Regions from separate parts of the Danio rerio genome. Here region 2 is linked to region 1. A link is a contact called in public Hi-C data. All regions are on one chromosome and are shown on one strand. Each heading gives the region's core, a stretch centred on a gene start, on an enhancer-like site or on the middle of the called end of the contact. The rest is flanking DNA. Distances are from core to core; before and after follow the strand shown. Region 1 overlaps flt4 (fms related receptor tyrosine kinase 4). Region 2 holds the start of prelid1a (PRELI domain containing 1a).

Evidence for each region. A called contact is a pair of places that touch in the nucleus more often than the background predicts.
Region 2: a contact with region 1 is called in a Hi-C map of embryo, with 2.7 times the contacts expected there. The contact joins the promoter of prelid1a here to the enhancer-like site in region 1. A contact is called at or near these places in 2 of 18 Hi-C or Micro-C datasets (embryo and an unstated tissue).

The regions. Positions count from the first base shown.
Region 1 is chr14:18,095,032-18,102,284 of GRCz12tu, reverse strand. It overlaps flt4 (fms related receptor tyrosine kinase 4), which reads left to right. Exons shown (of 30, transcript NM_130945.2): 28 at 958-1,078; 29 at 4,253-4,338; 30 at 4,413-4,888. The coding sequence ends at 4,638. It overlaps ergic1 (endoplasmic reticulum-golgi intermediate compartment 1), which reads right to left. Exons shown (of 10, transcript NM_001029962.2): 10 at 6,953-7,253. Among named protein-coding and RNA genes, the nearest start is that of ergic1, 49 kb to the right of the region's middle. Within about 2 kb of position 4,699, at least 27 of the 62 cell types and tissues checked have an H3K27ac peak or open chromatin away from gene starts, as enhancers often do.
Region 2 is chr14:18,311,721-18,318,973 of GRCz12tu, reverse strand. prelid1a (PRELI domain containing 1a) reads right to left here and starts at 2,584. Exons shown (of 6, transcript NM_200366.2): 1 at 2,463-2,584; 2 at 783-904. The coding sequence starts at 874. It also overlaps a transcript of trim105 not described here.

The DNA.
Region 1 (7,253 bases), core at 3,450-5,949:
CAAAACTGGACAATAGAAGATTGGAAAAATGTTGCCTGGTCTGATGGGTCTAGATTTATGCTGCAACATTTAGATGGTAGGGTCAAAATTTGGCATCAACAACATAAAAAAACATGGATCCATCCTGCTTTATATCAACGGTTCGGATTGATGGTGGTGGTGTAATGGTGTGGGTGGGGAATATTTTCTTGGCAGACTTTGGCCTTATTAATACCAATCGTGTTAATGCCATCCTACCTGTTGCTGACCATGTCTATCACTTTATGACCAGTGTACCCATCTTCTGATAGAGCGTAAATCATTTCAGACTTGTTTCTTGAACATGACTACGAGTTCACTGAGCTCGAATGGCCTCCATAGTCACCAGAGTCAATCTTATGGAACACCTTTGGGATGTGGTGGAACGGAAGATTCACATCATGTATGTGCAGCCGACAAATCTGCAGCAACTGCGTGATGCTGTCATGTCAATATGGATCTGAGGAATATGTCCAGTACTTTGTTGAATCGTTGCCATGAAGGATTGAAGGATTAAAGCAATTCTGAAAGCAAAATGAGGTCCAACCTGGTACTTATATATGTACCTAATAAAGTGGCCGGTGAAGGTATATTGACTGTTTTGTCTGGCAGTTGTATATGTGTTTGAATGTTGATCTGTCAGTTTTAGGCATATCATAGTAGCGATGTATAGTTTGTAGAAATGTTGCATAAGTTTGAAGCTTGTATATATTATGTATTGATTCATCATGTTATGTTTTCAGGGTGACTATTTTAGCATCAGTCCAGATGAAAAAGTCTGGCACATTGTACATGTTTTTGTATTATTGATGTGCATTGTCTCTGTCACATAAACCTGAAATGAAAGGAGCAAAAACATCTTGAGGGTTACATAACAGGATATTGCTGGACTCTTGACTGCACTTCTGTTGAATATATTCTTCTCTTGTCTCTGGCCAGATATTACAACTGCGTGCCGTTTGCTGGCTGTGTGATGGTCGGGCCCTCCAGCACATGTCATTCTCGAGTGAAGACCTTTGAGGAACTTCCTATGGAAATGACATCACACAAGACACAGCATGTACGTCGATTACGTCCTCCAGCATACATGTATACATTTATGTTATTGTCAGTGTTGGGGAAATTTACTTTTGAACAGGTAATCCCTAAAATTTAACTAGTCAAGTTACTTAGGCTGCGTCTGAAACCGCGTACTACTCAGTAGGTACTGCATTTGAATTTAAACTTACTACTCGGCCGTTAAAAAAGTAAGCTCTATACAGTATGAATGTGAAAAGTATGAATGGAATTCGGACCTACCTGTGTCAGTTGCGTTGCCTCACTTCCATTCATGAATTCTCTCGCAGGGCATTATAGGATAGCACAGCGTGCATGGGATGCGCACTTCAGAATCTCGCCGGAAGTAGTAAGTCATCTGGGTACTTCTCGCCTACTGATTTTCGAATTCTATGAATTCGGACATACTACTCGGCTCGCATACTGATTTTAGCGTACTATATAGTATGGAAGTATGCGGTTTCGGACACAGCCTTAGTTACTTTTTATGGTAAGTAATGTGTACTTTTGAGTTACTTTTGCGTTACTTTTTATTTCCTGGCTGAGGCTTGATCTCTTTCAAAACACGTTTTTCTTTCTTTCTTTTTAATAGAAGAGCTCTTCAATTAACAAAACACTGTATAACCTACACCTTCATTTACCTTCAAAAATTTACACATTTACACATAAAAAAATGTAGGATGTTATTTGAGAATTTCCTGACTCCAGAGCTCTACATGCCAAATAAACAGATTAATGAAAGTTTAAAGCAATGATTGCTACTTTTGTATTTTTTGTCTTTAGTAAAATCACTGTCAATCGAGACTATAATCCCCTTTTCCTTTTCTTTTATGTGTTCAAAATAATGAACACATTTTCTCATCGACAGCATGATTCATTAAGACTCATTTTACTTCAGCAATTTTTTAAAAAGCTAATTAACTGAACTAAAAAGTAACTGGCGTTCACTCATTGATTCATTTTCTTTTTGGCTTAGTCCCTTTATTAATCTGGGGTCGTCACAGTGGAATGAACCACCAAACCTATCCAGTACATGTTTTACACAGCGGATGCCCTTCCAGCTGCAACCCATCTCTGGGAAACGTCCATACACACTCATTCACACTCATACACTATGGACAATTTAGCCTACCCAATTCACCTGTACCGCATGTCTTTGGACTGTGGGGGAAACCTGAGCACCCAGAGGAAACCCACGCCAACACACATGCAAACTCCACACAGAAACGCTATCAGGTCCAGCCGGCAATTTGTGCTGCGAGGCAACAGTGCTAACATCATCGTGTCGCCCCACAACATTGTTTTTACTGACAAAACGCATCATATAAGTTTTTAAAGATACATGGATTATTTTTTGTTTGTTTGTAATTAACTAAAATAGTCACTTGTAAAAGCAGACCTGATGTGTTTATGAAAGATTTTATCATTTATTTTTAATTGACTAGTTGTAAATCATTGAACTATGCTTGAGACAGTTATGAGATTTGGCTCGAAATGTAAACAGTTTTTTAACAAGAGCTTCATGGAAGACAAGTAAAACCGTTTACTGCATTTTAATTGATGACTAAACTAATTATATTCAATTTGTCATGTGGGACAGTGAAAATGCAACATCATGTCATTTGTAAACACATCAGTATGGACAATAACCAGTGTTGGTTACCAAGTTATGTTATAATATTACTTTTCTAAGTAACGAGTAAAGTAATGCATCACTTAAAAGAAAAAAAAGTACAAATACTTGAGAAAACGTAACGCCAGTTACAATGATGCGGTAGTGCCATAGGTAGTGCTGTCACCTCACAGCAAGAAGGTCACTGGTTCGAGCCTTGGCTCAGTTGCCGTTTCCGTGTGGAGTTTGCATGTTCTCCCCGTGTTCGCATGGGTTTTCTCCGGGTGCTACGGTTTCCCCCACAGTCTAAAGACATGCGGTATAGGTGAACTGAATAAACTAAACTGTCCGTAATATATGTGTATGCATCTGAGAGTGTATGAGTGTTTCCTAGTACTGGGTTGTAGCTAGAAGTGCATATGCTATGTGCTGAACAGTTGGCAGTTCATTCCGCTGTGGCGACCCCAGATGAATTTGAGACTAAGCCAGGGATGGGCAAACTCAGTCCTGGAGGGCCGGTGACCTGCACAGTTTAGCTCCAACACTAATCAAACACACCTGAACAAGCTGATCAGTGTCTTCAAGATCACTAGAAATCTACAAGCAGGTGTGTTTGATTAGAGTTGGAGCTAAACTGTGCAGGACACCAGCCCTCCAGGACCAAGTTGGCCCACCCCTGGACTGAGCCAAAAAAAAAAATGAATGAATGAATGAACTTTCACATATTTACTTTTTGGAACCACTTGAAAATGATCGTTCTGTTGTCCTGTGGTGTCACAGCCCTATTTACTAAAAAAATGTCCAAGTCATAAAGACAAAACCTATATAATTATACAAAATAAAAAACACTACATGAAAATGTCCAACCATGAAGATAAACTGCTATATTATCAAGAGTTGATTTTCAGTATTTTTAAAAAATGAAATAAATGAGGGTGACGCAGTAGGTATTGCTGTTGCCTCACTGCAAGAAGGTTGCTGGTTTGAGTCTCGACTGGGTCAGTTGCCGTTTCTGTGTGGAGTTTGCATGTTCTCCCCATGTTCGCGTGGATTTCCTTCAGGTGCTCCTGTTTCCCTCACAGTCCAAAGACGTGGTACAGGTAAATTGGGTAGGCTAAATTGTCCGTAGTGTATGTATGTGAATGAGTGTGTATAGATGTTTCCCAGAGATGGGTTGCAGCTGAAAGGGCATCAGCTGTGTAAAACGTGCTGGATAAGTTGACGGTTCATTCCACTGTGGTGACTCCAGATTAATAAAGGGACTAAGCTGAAAAGAAAATGAATGAATGAAATAAATGATGATAAAGTTGGTGACCCCTTATATTTTCTTAAACAATAGTCTTCATACATAATCGATACAACATTTTTTTTCTTTAAAAAGATGAATACAGTAGTCAAAATCTGTAGTGGATTTTTTTTAATTGTCCAAAGACAAGAATAGATGTAGAATACTTTTACAACTCTGATAACTTATCCACTTATCCAATTTGTTATCCACTTCAAATGGTGAGTACTGTACACACTCACACAAACACACAGTCTCTAACAGTTACAGTGTTTCTACAGGACAGTCAGACAGACAGTGGGATGGTTTTGGCATCAGATGAACTGGAGAGGTTTGAACACAAGCACAGAGGAGCCATGTTGACACAGTAGGTGAAAACTTGATCATAAGAGTCATGAGTTATTCATAAGAGCAATATTAATCATTGTGTGAACTGTGCAGTGCGACGACGGGCCAAAGCACTGAGCGCCTCATCAGTTGTCCATCGGTGAGCAGCAGCGGCAGCGGTGGTGGTTTGCTCCGTCCAGTGTTCTTCACTCAACTCTCAGGCCAGACCTTCTACAACAACGAGTACGGTCATCTGTCAGAGGAGGGCGTCAGCGACTACTTCTCCTCCTCAGACCAGGCCGTTTATAAGGAAACCTGCCCGGCAACCTCCAACCTGTAACAAGACTGATTGGCCAGTCATATCCCAGTCCTGACCCCCCTCTCCCACTCACACTTACTGAACTGACTGTAGCTTTGTAAAATTCTCTCAGCAGCCACTGGGTGGCACCATTACATCAATTTCAAAACCAATAAAGTATTTTATCACTTTAGTTCCATATATCTTTATATAAAGAGTAAACAGCTTTTATTTGTACAAAATAATGAGAAATGAAGCAGAATGGAGAAAAAAAATAAAGGAATATATCTTATTTTGACTGGTGAGGTCTTAATATTTGATATTAAGTAGTTTTCAGATTGTGTTCAATTTTGAATGTATTAATGGATTTACAGATTCTTTTTTATTAGTGGAAACATTTTTATTAAACGAATGTATGAAGTAAAACAACTAAGAAAAGAAAAGCCTTTTATTAGATGTTTATTTACATTACTACACTGTAAAAAAAAAAAAGTGGGTTGCCACAACTTTGTAAGCTGAATTAACCATGAGTCCATTGAACATGATTAACCTAGTTTAATACGCATTTGCTGTCAGGACTAATTGATCATATAATTTCTTCAGTGTATTCAATGGTATGGTTTCACAATTCATGAAAAAATGTTTCTTGAAAGGACAAACATTTGAAATGTTATTTAATTATTTTATATTAGTACTATTTTTTTATAATACTTTTAAAAATTGTATTGTGCTATATTTTAAATGCATTTCATTCAACTATTTTATTCTCGCCTCAAAATATTTAAAACAATGGGCTAAAAAATAACTCAATTAAACAAAGTCTATAAACCATAAAACAGAGGCATCATAAGCACAACTAGGTCATTTTCTGTACGTGTATATAAACACACACACAAACACACAGCTATTTCAATGTCATGCACTCATGTTCCTTCACATAATTAACAGAACAGTCTTTGTTCAGTTGCAGAAGTCATGGGATAACGTTAGCCTTTAGAGTTCAGTGTTGAAAGAAAAAAAAAATCTTCCTGCACTTTGAAAAAAAAACAAAAAAATTGTTATTTCACACAGCTGGGGAGCCAGAAAACAACATAAAATAACAGAACATTAAATAACAGAAATTTCCTATAAAATAGCAGACATTAAATTAAAAAAATTATTGTAATTCAATTTGGCAGAAAATGTCATTTAACGTGTTATTTCACAGCAAACAGTAAAATCTGTTATTTTACAGTAAATTTGTTATTTAATAGCTGTTATTTTACAGTAAATCTTTGTAATTTAACATCCACTATTTTACAGTAAATTTCTGCAATTTAATGTCCACTATTTTACAGTAAATTTCTGTAATTTAACGTCCATAATTTTACAGCAAATTTATGTAATTTAACGTCCATTATTTTACAGTAAATTTCTCAACTGCCGGGAAAAAAAGAAAATATATATATATATATATATATATATATATATATATATATATATATATATTTTTTCTTTTTTTTTTTTTACAGTGTGCCTTAAATCTTTTAGTTGAATCAAATGAACTTTTCTAGTCATCTCAACTTCAATCAATAAAACTGACCGAGATATATTAAGTTAAACTTTATATAAATAGTAGCTGTAGTTGAAACCTGATTTACTTGTTAAAGTAACATAAAAACATTTGTTGTCATGACACTTTGTCATAATTTTTAGTGTACCAGAGATATGTGCTGCTGTGATGACTGTAAAAGTTTTGGACATACCACCAAATATTAAGGCTGTGCTCAAAGCAGCCATTATCAAATGAAATCAATGTTTTAGAAGTAAAAGAGATCAAGTGTTCAGATCTGTCGGCTGTTCTAATAACTTTGGCCACTACTATACATGTGTGTGCTGTCCTCCAAAGTTAAAATGCAGTCTCTATGCAAAATGCCTTTACCAATTTTTTTATTTTATTTTTTTTATGTTAGCTTGGCTTTTGTAATTACTGCAAATAGTACAAACTTGCTTTTACAAAATTGCACAAAACTGAATCTGGACAGTCACAAAACCTTTTCTAGACATTTACTCAGTTTTAACCAAATGAGTAATTACTGCACTTTGCCTTTGTAGTGTGGAATGTATGTTTGAAAAACACATTTTATTAGTAGAAATGGTTATAATCTGACAATTAGACTGAAAGAAAACAAATAATAACTGAAATAAGAAAACAACTTCACTCTTGATTTACATGTCCCCATAATTTATTTTTTCTCCTTTTTATTACATTATGGCAAACCTTTATTAACATTTTGAAGAAATGAAAGTAAAAAATAATTGGTAACCCAAATTTTGAAAAGACGTACAAAGAAGAACAAACATACAACAACGTAACTGGCTTTTGCTGTGGTTTAATCTAACCATGATAAACAAAGGTGCAACCAGGAAGTTGAGATCCACCATCAGATAAAAAACGAGAACAACAAAAATAAACTAAGCAGTTTCAGAGTCCTTAGATTAAAACAATAACAAACGACTGGTCAGGTTGAAATGTAGTGTTGTGGTTTCTGTTTCTTATTGAATGAAAATATACCCCAGTTGCCATGTCTACCGCAACAGCGCATCACAGATTCGAACCATTGTTTACTTTCATAAGGAACGGTCCAGTGTAACCAGCTCAACCAGATCTGCGGTCA
Region 2 (7,253 bases), core at 1,335-3,834, 220 kb before region 1:
TGGATTTCAACATGTATGAAGGACGTAAAAGCCTGCCATGTGAAAAACCGAGCCGATCTTTTGGTTTGAACACGAGCAGAGGTGAGGGCATGTAGCAGTCAAAAATGAAAGTACCCGCCCCATGACGTCATTTAGCGGACCTGGTTGAAAACCAGACAGATCAGGCAGGATAATACAGAGAGTGGTGCGAAGCGCATAAAATGATCGGTATTTAAAAGGGGGGAATTAGAAAAATAGATTAAATATATTAATTTATATTAGACACACATCTGGTGCTTGTATTTGCTCCTGCTATTCGTCCACAACTTCACACATTGGGTTAAATTAGGCTTTACAGTTTCCATGTTCAGTCCTTTTCCTCCACTGTATCTTTTTAAGAAAAAGGCAGCAGCATTACAACCTGTCATTCAATCAGAAGACAAAGTCAAAGCCAAGGTGACAGCCAATCTTTCCTAGGCTCAGCAAAACTTGCAAAAAATACCTCTGTATTCCTGCAACTGCAATATTTACACAAATATTTCTTATTCAAATCTTCAGCAAGGATATTTGACTCGTGAATTTGTTTTACATTTATTTACACCTTGACCGATTTTTGTATGACAAGGCCAATAAAAATACAATGTTGCTTAACCAGATGGTTTTTTAAGTTACCTTTAAAGAGAATGTTACTTCAGTCATGTTGTTGTAATGTTTTGAGAAGACTAGTAACACAATAATTTTTTTTTTTTAAAAATCGAAATCGTGAATCGATCAAACTTTATAAAAAAAACCTAGATTTGCACCTGTAGGGGTTGGGGTATCTCTGCCAAAAAGCCGAAGACACTTGGTCCCATGAGCTCTTAAGAAAGCCCACACAGCTGAAATACTTCACCATTGTTCCCTCTCAACCTGCTTGTGCTTAAACCTGCAACAAAAGACAAAGACAGACACTAAATAATAAATAATGGATGTTACCTAATACCTACACAAGTGCTATCTTAAGGACAGGCATGGAGAAACTTATTAATAACTTAAGTTTTATGAGCGAACACAATACATCATTTTGTTATACGAGCATCCACAGCATAAAAAATTAGATCCCCAAAAAAGAAAATTCTGTTATTAATTACTCTGAGAAATATGACGCAATATGTCATACTGCTCTTTGTAAACATGCACCCTGACAACATGATGATAAAGACAATATACAGGCAAACAGAGTCATATTTACATTGTTTTTCTGACACTCAAAGGAGCTTTTTTTGGGAGCATAGTATGATTACAGCTGAACCAATGAAGTCACATGCAAGGTTTTAGGTTCATCTTCTGAACTTTTAACAGCTCAGGACCCAAGCTGTATATGGAGGATGGGAGACCTCTTGGATTTCATTTAAAACATCTTCATTTGTGTTCTGAAGGGCGAGTAATAATAAAAACATCAAACTAACACTTTATTCAATTGGACACAAACTGTCTCTTAAAGTACACAACACGAGCTACATAACTAAATGACACCTTCAGGCTTTGCCGTTCAATAACATAGTCAAGCAGAATTTTGTGTTCTGTAAAAACAAAAAAGAAGATATTTTGGAAATTGCAAGGAACTGGCAACCACTGACCTCTATAACTTGTCTTTATATGGTTTATCACCCCAATTTGAATATTCAGTATTTAATACCAACAAAGTATGACTTTAAAACAAAACTATCTCTTTTGACTGTCAACAGTGTTGTATTTTAATAGTCATTTTCTCCTAATATTATTTCCCAGTTCAGAAATTGCAAACAATACTTGTGTGAAATTATATTAAAAGTGTGAATAAGTTAATATAAAACAAGCTTGACCTCAATCTTAACTACACATGCCATTTAAACATGAATAAGCTTGTGGAAACAAAAATATTATCTAAACAAGCAGCTAGCTATGTTTTTATGCAATTATATTGAAAACCGCTTTTACAAAGTCCACAAAAGATATGCAGAAAAACACTTAACAGGATTAGAATAGATCTAGATGAGGATTTAACTCAGTCTTAAACCAGAAAAGTCAAATAATACATCAAGACAATAAGGTTTTGTTGAGACTAACGGTATAATGCGGAAAATAGAGGACGAATATCAAAGTTTAGACAGACAAGTCATTGGATTTTAAAAGTAACTTAGACATCTGACTATAGAATGTCAATTTTAACAGAAGACACTTCAAAACAATTAGCAACATTGGACAACTTTGTAATGAATAATATTGGTACAGACAAGTATTAAAACAATGTAACAGTGACAGTGTAATTATAAACCATGCCTTTCTTATGTAACGTTACTTAAGCTAAATGTCATGCAGATGGGCTAAGGTACTCGTGCTATTACCGCTAGCTCGCGGCTAACGCATGTTTCCACTTTCTGAATGAATGAGCTGATTCGGGCAGCACGAGTAAAATATTAACATTAACAAATAAATAAACATAAACGTGAATGGGTACTTACCAGAGTAAACAAGAATAGGTGGATTTTCGTGATTTTTTCTCTACTCCTACATTTCTCGATCATTCGTCTGTCCCGTCTACATGACTGTACGTGACTGAAGAGAGTAAGGTCATGGTCAGTGACGACACTTCCGGGAGACGTCCCCATTACTGTAGAGTTTTGTTTACGTGCATTCCTTCACATTTCTGTTAGTTAACGCCAGGCCCGTAGTCGGCGTATTGAAAGGAGTGTTCTTTTTTCTCAAAAAGTGAATCTTTTTGCAGTTATTCTCCCAATTCTCTATTAAATCGAGGTCCAAATACTGCATTTGCGGGACATTTTAAGCTCTAATCTTTGCTGCATTGGCTTGTGGCTTGTCACACTTTTTGATGGAACAAAAAATGTCCTACAATTTTGTCAAACAATTTGTGTTTATTTAGAAATGTGCATTTAAACTTACAATTTATTACAGTTTTATCAATAGTATTACAAGATTAGAACTTTAAATGAAACATTTTGAATAAAGATGAAACAATACAAATTTTTAAAATACAAATTTATTATCATAAAAACAATTAGGAATCTGTGAAAACATTAAAAACCTATTTAAAAACTTTATTAAAACTTTCTTTAAAACTGTAGCCTGTAGGTAATTAACAAACTAGCCAGCTTATTTCCTCGTTCAGAATTTGTAAATTTGAATAATTAAAAGTTTAATTTAGTGGGCCTGGTGGCGCAGTAGGTAGTGCTGTCACCACCTCACAGCAAGAAGGTCGCTAGTTTAAGCCTAGGCTGGGTCAGTTTCTGTGTAGAGTTTGCATATTCTCCCAATCTCTGGGTTGCAGCTGGAAGGGCATCCACTGTGTAAAACAAATGCTGAATAAGTTGGCAGTTCATTCCGCTGTGGCGACCCCAGTTTAATAAAGGGACAAAGCCGAAAAGAAAATGAATGAATAAATGAATGAAAATTGTCCGTAGTGTATGAGTGTGAATAAATGTGTATATGGATGTTTCCCAGAGATTGGTTGTAGTTGGAAGGGCATCCGCTGCATAAAACATATGCTGGATAAGTTGGCGGTTTATTTCGCTGTGGCGATCCCAGATTAATAAAGGGACTAAGCTGAAAAAAAATTAAATAATAAAAAGGTAATTTGCCCTAAAGCTTTCTTCTATGGGTTATTTTCACAATTTAAGATGGCATGCTGTCAAAAATGGGATAAAAGAGCTCATAGGGGCCAAATTCGGAACTTTGTCATTAGGAGAGTGTGTCTTTCGAACCACCCGGTCTGTTTGTTTTAACACTTGTCAATGTGGTTTATACAATGGTTTGTTTGTGGAACTTTATCAAAAAGAGTTAAATATCAACCACTTTACCACATTGGCGGCCATTGTTCATCATTGTAGAGGGAAATATATATATTAGAAATTTCAATAAGTTAAGAGGCACCTATTTTACCCCGTTTTCAAGATTTAAGAGAAGTCTTTTGTGCCTCCAGAATGTGTCCGTAAATTTTCAGCTCAAAACACCCATCAGATTTTTTCTTATACCTTTCAATATATTGGAATTTTCTGCTCTGAACACCATGTAGCTGTTTTTGTTGCCTGTGCCTTTAATGCTATTTTTCCCTGCCCACCGTTCCCACGTGCCTGTCAGTAGCTGTTTTCATCCAAAAATGCGAATGAACTTAATGCACAAAACTGGATTTTCGCATACAAGACATGCAAATAATGTTTCCATCCAACGAGTCAGCGCGAAAAAATGAGTCACTTCCTGATTAACTGGCACCAAATATCAACATTAAACACTAAATTTGTTGCAGTAAGAGAAGCTGTGTGAATCTTTTCTTCTTCTAATAATTGACTTGCGCCTCAGAAGGCAATTGTGACACACAGTGAATGCGCGGTGGTGTTTGAAGGTGTCAGACGCGGAGCACTGACGCTGTTGATTCTGGAGGTCATAATAATTTAATAACATTAATATTGAAACGGTATGGTGTTTTAGAATGACCAGAACAACAGTTGAGATGGTTTACAGTGTGCTCAGCCTGCTGGTTTGTCCATTTGCACACATTTTCATCATAACATTTTCACACCTTTTGAATGCGCATATTTGTGCGGTAAAAGTGTTCCATCGTAGTTTTTGCTTGTCTTTGTTTAATAAATAGTTTATCCTACTCAGTTATGCACATAAGTTTTTTATGCGCATTTTCAAAATTTACTAGGTGGGAATAAATACCTGCAGGGAGAGAGAGACACAGACAGAGAGGGAGGGAAAAACAAAACAAAGCACCTTGTGCACACCGAAGATACGTCTCAGGACGTAACCTTAAACAATATGTCATTGATTACTTAATTATGTCAAATGTTGCTTTGGATGCTTAAGTTTATTTCATTTATTTGAAAGTAATGCAGTAATCTTTCACATTTTCTCACTAGTTTCCAGTTGTGTTTGAAGGATGGGCCATTAGCAAGGGGACCAGTAGATTATTAGCTTGTATATTGGCTGTTTAATTATTCTGCATGATCCAATCATCATACCTAAACACAACTCCTAATTAACTAATAATAAATTAGTTAATTAGGTGTTTATTAAGGAAAAATAATAAAGTGTTACATCAGTTTCCTTAGATTTGTTCCTGATTCTGAAAAGGGAAAAAGCATACTCTGCCCAATAGAGGGCAGACATTGATTAGATTTGCTTCACGCAAATGGTGGTTCAACAATGTTGGTTTTAATTAAATATGCTAGTGACTTCCTTAATAAATTGTTATTTTATTTTATTTTTTATTTTATGGAAGACTGCCATACACAATGATTACACGCATGCTGTGCAAATAACCCCATTTGCATGGATTTGTAGATAGCTGTTTAGAATAGATTTAGTAGAAAACCAATTTACTGTTCTCAAGAACGAGCTTTCTGAAATAAGCATTTTAGAAAATAGCCAATCATATTGAAAACAAAACACATCCAGACTGCATGAATAGGAAAAATTAGGATGAATAACACATAGAAAACCTTTATCTGATGTTTTATTTACAGTATCTGTGTTCAAAACATCATCTAAAAGCTTATTGAATGTATAGCAAATCTGGAGGTTTATGCCACAGCTTATTAAACTCTCTGAGGGTTCCTCTCCCCTTTTGCCCCCTGTGTGCAACACTGAACAAAAAGTGATTACAGCATGAAAAACACCGCGCTGTGCACTGAAGATGAATAATGCAACAGCTGCAATGTGGATATTATTGTTTTGTTTTCATAACCACTTCATCCAAACGTTGGTGCGGAGCAGATCATTTTAAATCTTTTTCCTTATATCTTGTGATGCCACGGCTTTGTCTTGCAGTTTTTTGCAGATTTGATAAGGTGTTGAACCAAATAAAACCCAACATGCAAATATATATATATATATATATATATATATATATATATATATATATATATATATATATATATATATATATATATATATATATATATATATATATATATATATATATATATATATATATATTTGTTTTCCTTTCAATAAATCTGCTCCCCTTTTTGCGGTTTTCTCAAACATGAGATTAAACAGGCAATATTCAAAAGCAATTTTTATTTTGTTTCACTGCCATCACATGAGGCATACAAGAACATGATTCAATAGTTATCTCTGCATTTACATTTAGCATACAAGTACAACCTTTACACCTTACAGTATAGATACAATCATTAGCACAAAACAAATTATTTACATGATGTAAACAACACATGCAAGACATTTATATCTTTGACAAATCACAAAATCAAATCCATCAAGTCAAACTTAAATATTTAAATGCATCACATGACTTTTACTGTATAACACTTGCACTTGTACAATTCTTTAGCGGTATGTCAATGCTTATTGTGCTTTTCAAAAACATCGACAAGTGTTTAGTTGAAAAAAATGCTAGTATTTCTGCATTCTTTACAGTTGATGAAAAGATTATTGTGACATTTTTATTCTTTTTCAAATATTTGGCAAGTCCTTTGCACTTAAAAAAAGCTGTTATTTTATGGGGGTTTTCCGGCAGCTGGGGAAAAACGGCTGTTAAATGACAGAAATTTACTGTACAATAATGGACGTTAAATGACAGAAATATCCTTAAATTTTTATTTTCCATAAATTTCTTTTTTAACAGTATATTTCTGTAATTTAGCAGCTGTTATTTTAGTTTTTTTTACAGTTTTTTTACAGTGGGCCTGTATACGATTCTGACGGTATGATAACATAGGATAAAAATATCACAGTTTCACTGTATTATGATTACTGCTCTGAAATATACTTTTTTAAATATCTGGGTAAAAAACAAAAACTTTTTTCCCCATTGAACACAATTTATTATATATTTTTAGAAATCTTTAAAAGATTTTGTATTTTGGAGTAGTGAACATGTCAGGCTAAATAATTCAAATGAAACATTGACTTCTGGTGTCTTCATTATTTTCTAAACACAGATTTCAATACAATTTAGAACAGCATCTTTTCTGCTGGAGATACTCTTGTCCTTACAAACACACTTTTAATCCTAAAAGTTTAAATAACAAATGTCTAATAATCTAAAAAACATTTTGTCTTTGCGTGATGACAGAACATAATATTTTACTAGTTATTTTATGAGAAACTAGCTTAAAGTGCAGTTTAAAGGTTTGGCTAGGTTAATTATGTTAACTAGGCAAGTTACTGTAGGTTAAGTATGCAAAACATTAGACAACAGTGTTTTTATCCATAGCCAATCAAGAAAAAAAATCCTATGGGGGCAAATAATATTGACCATAGCAATTTAT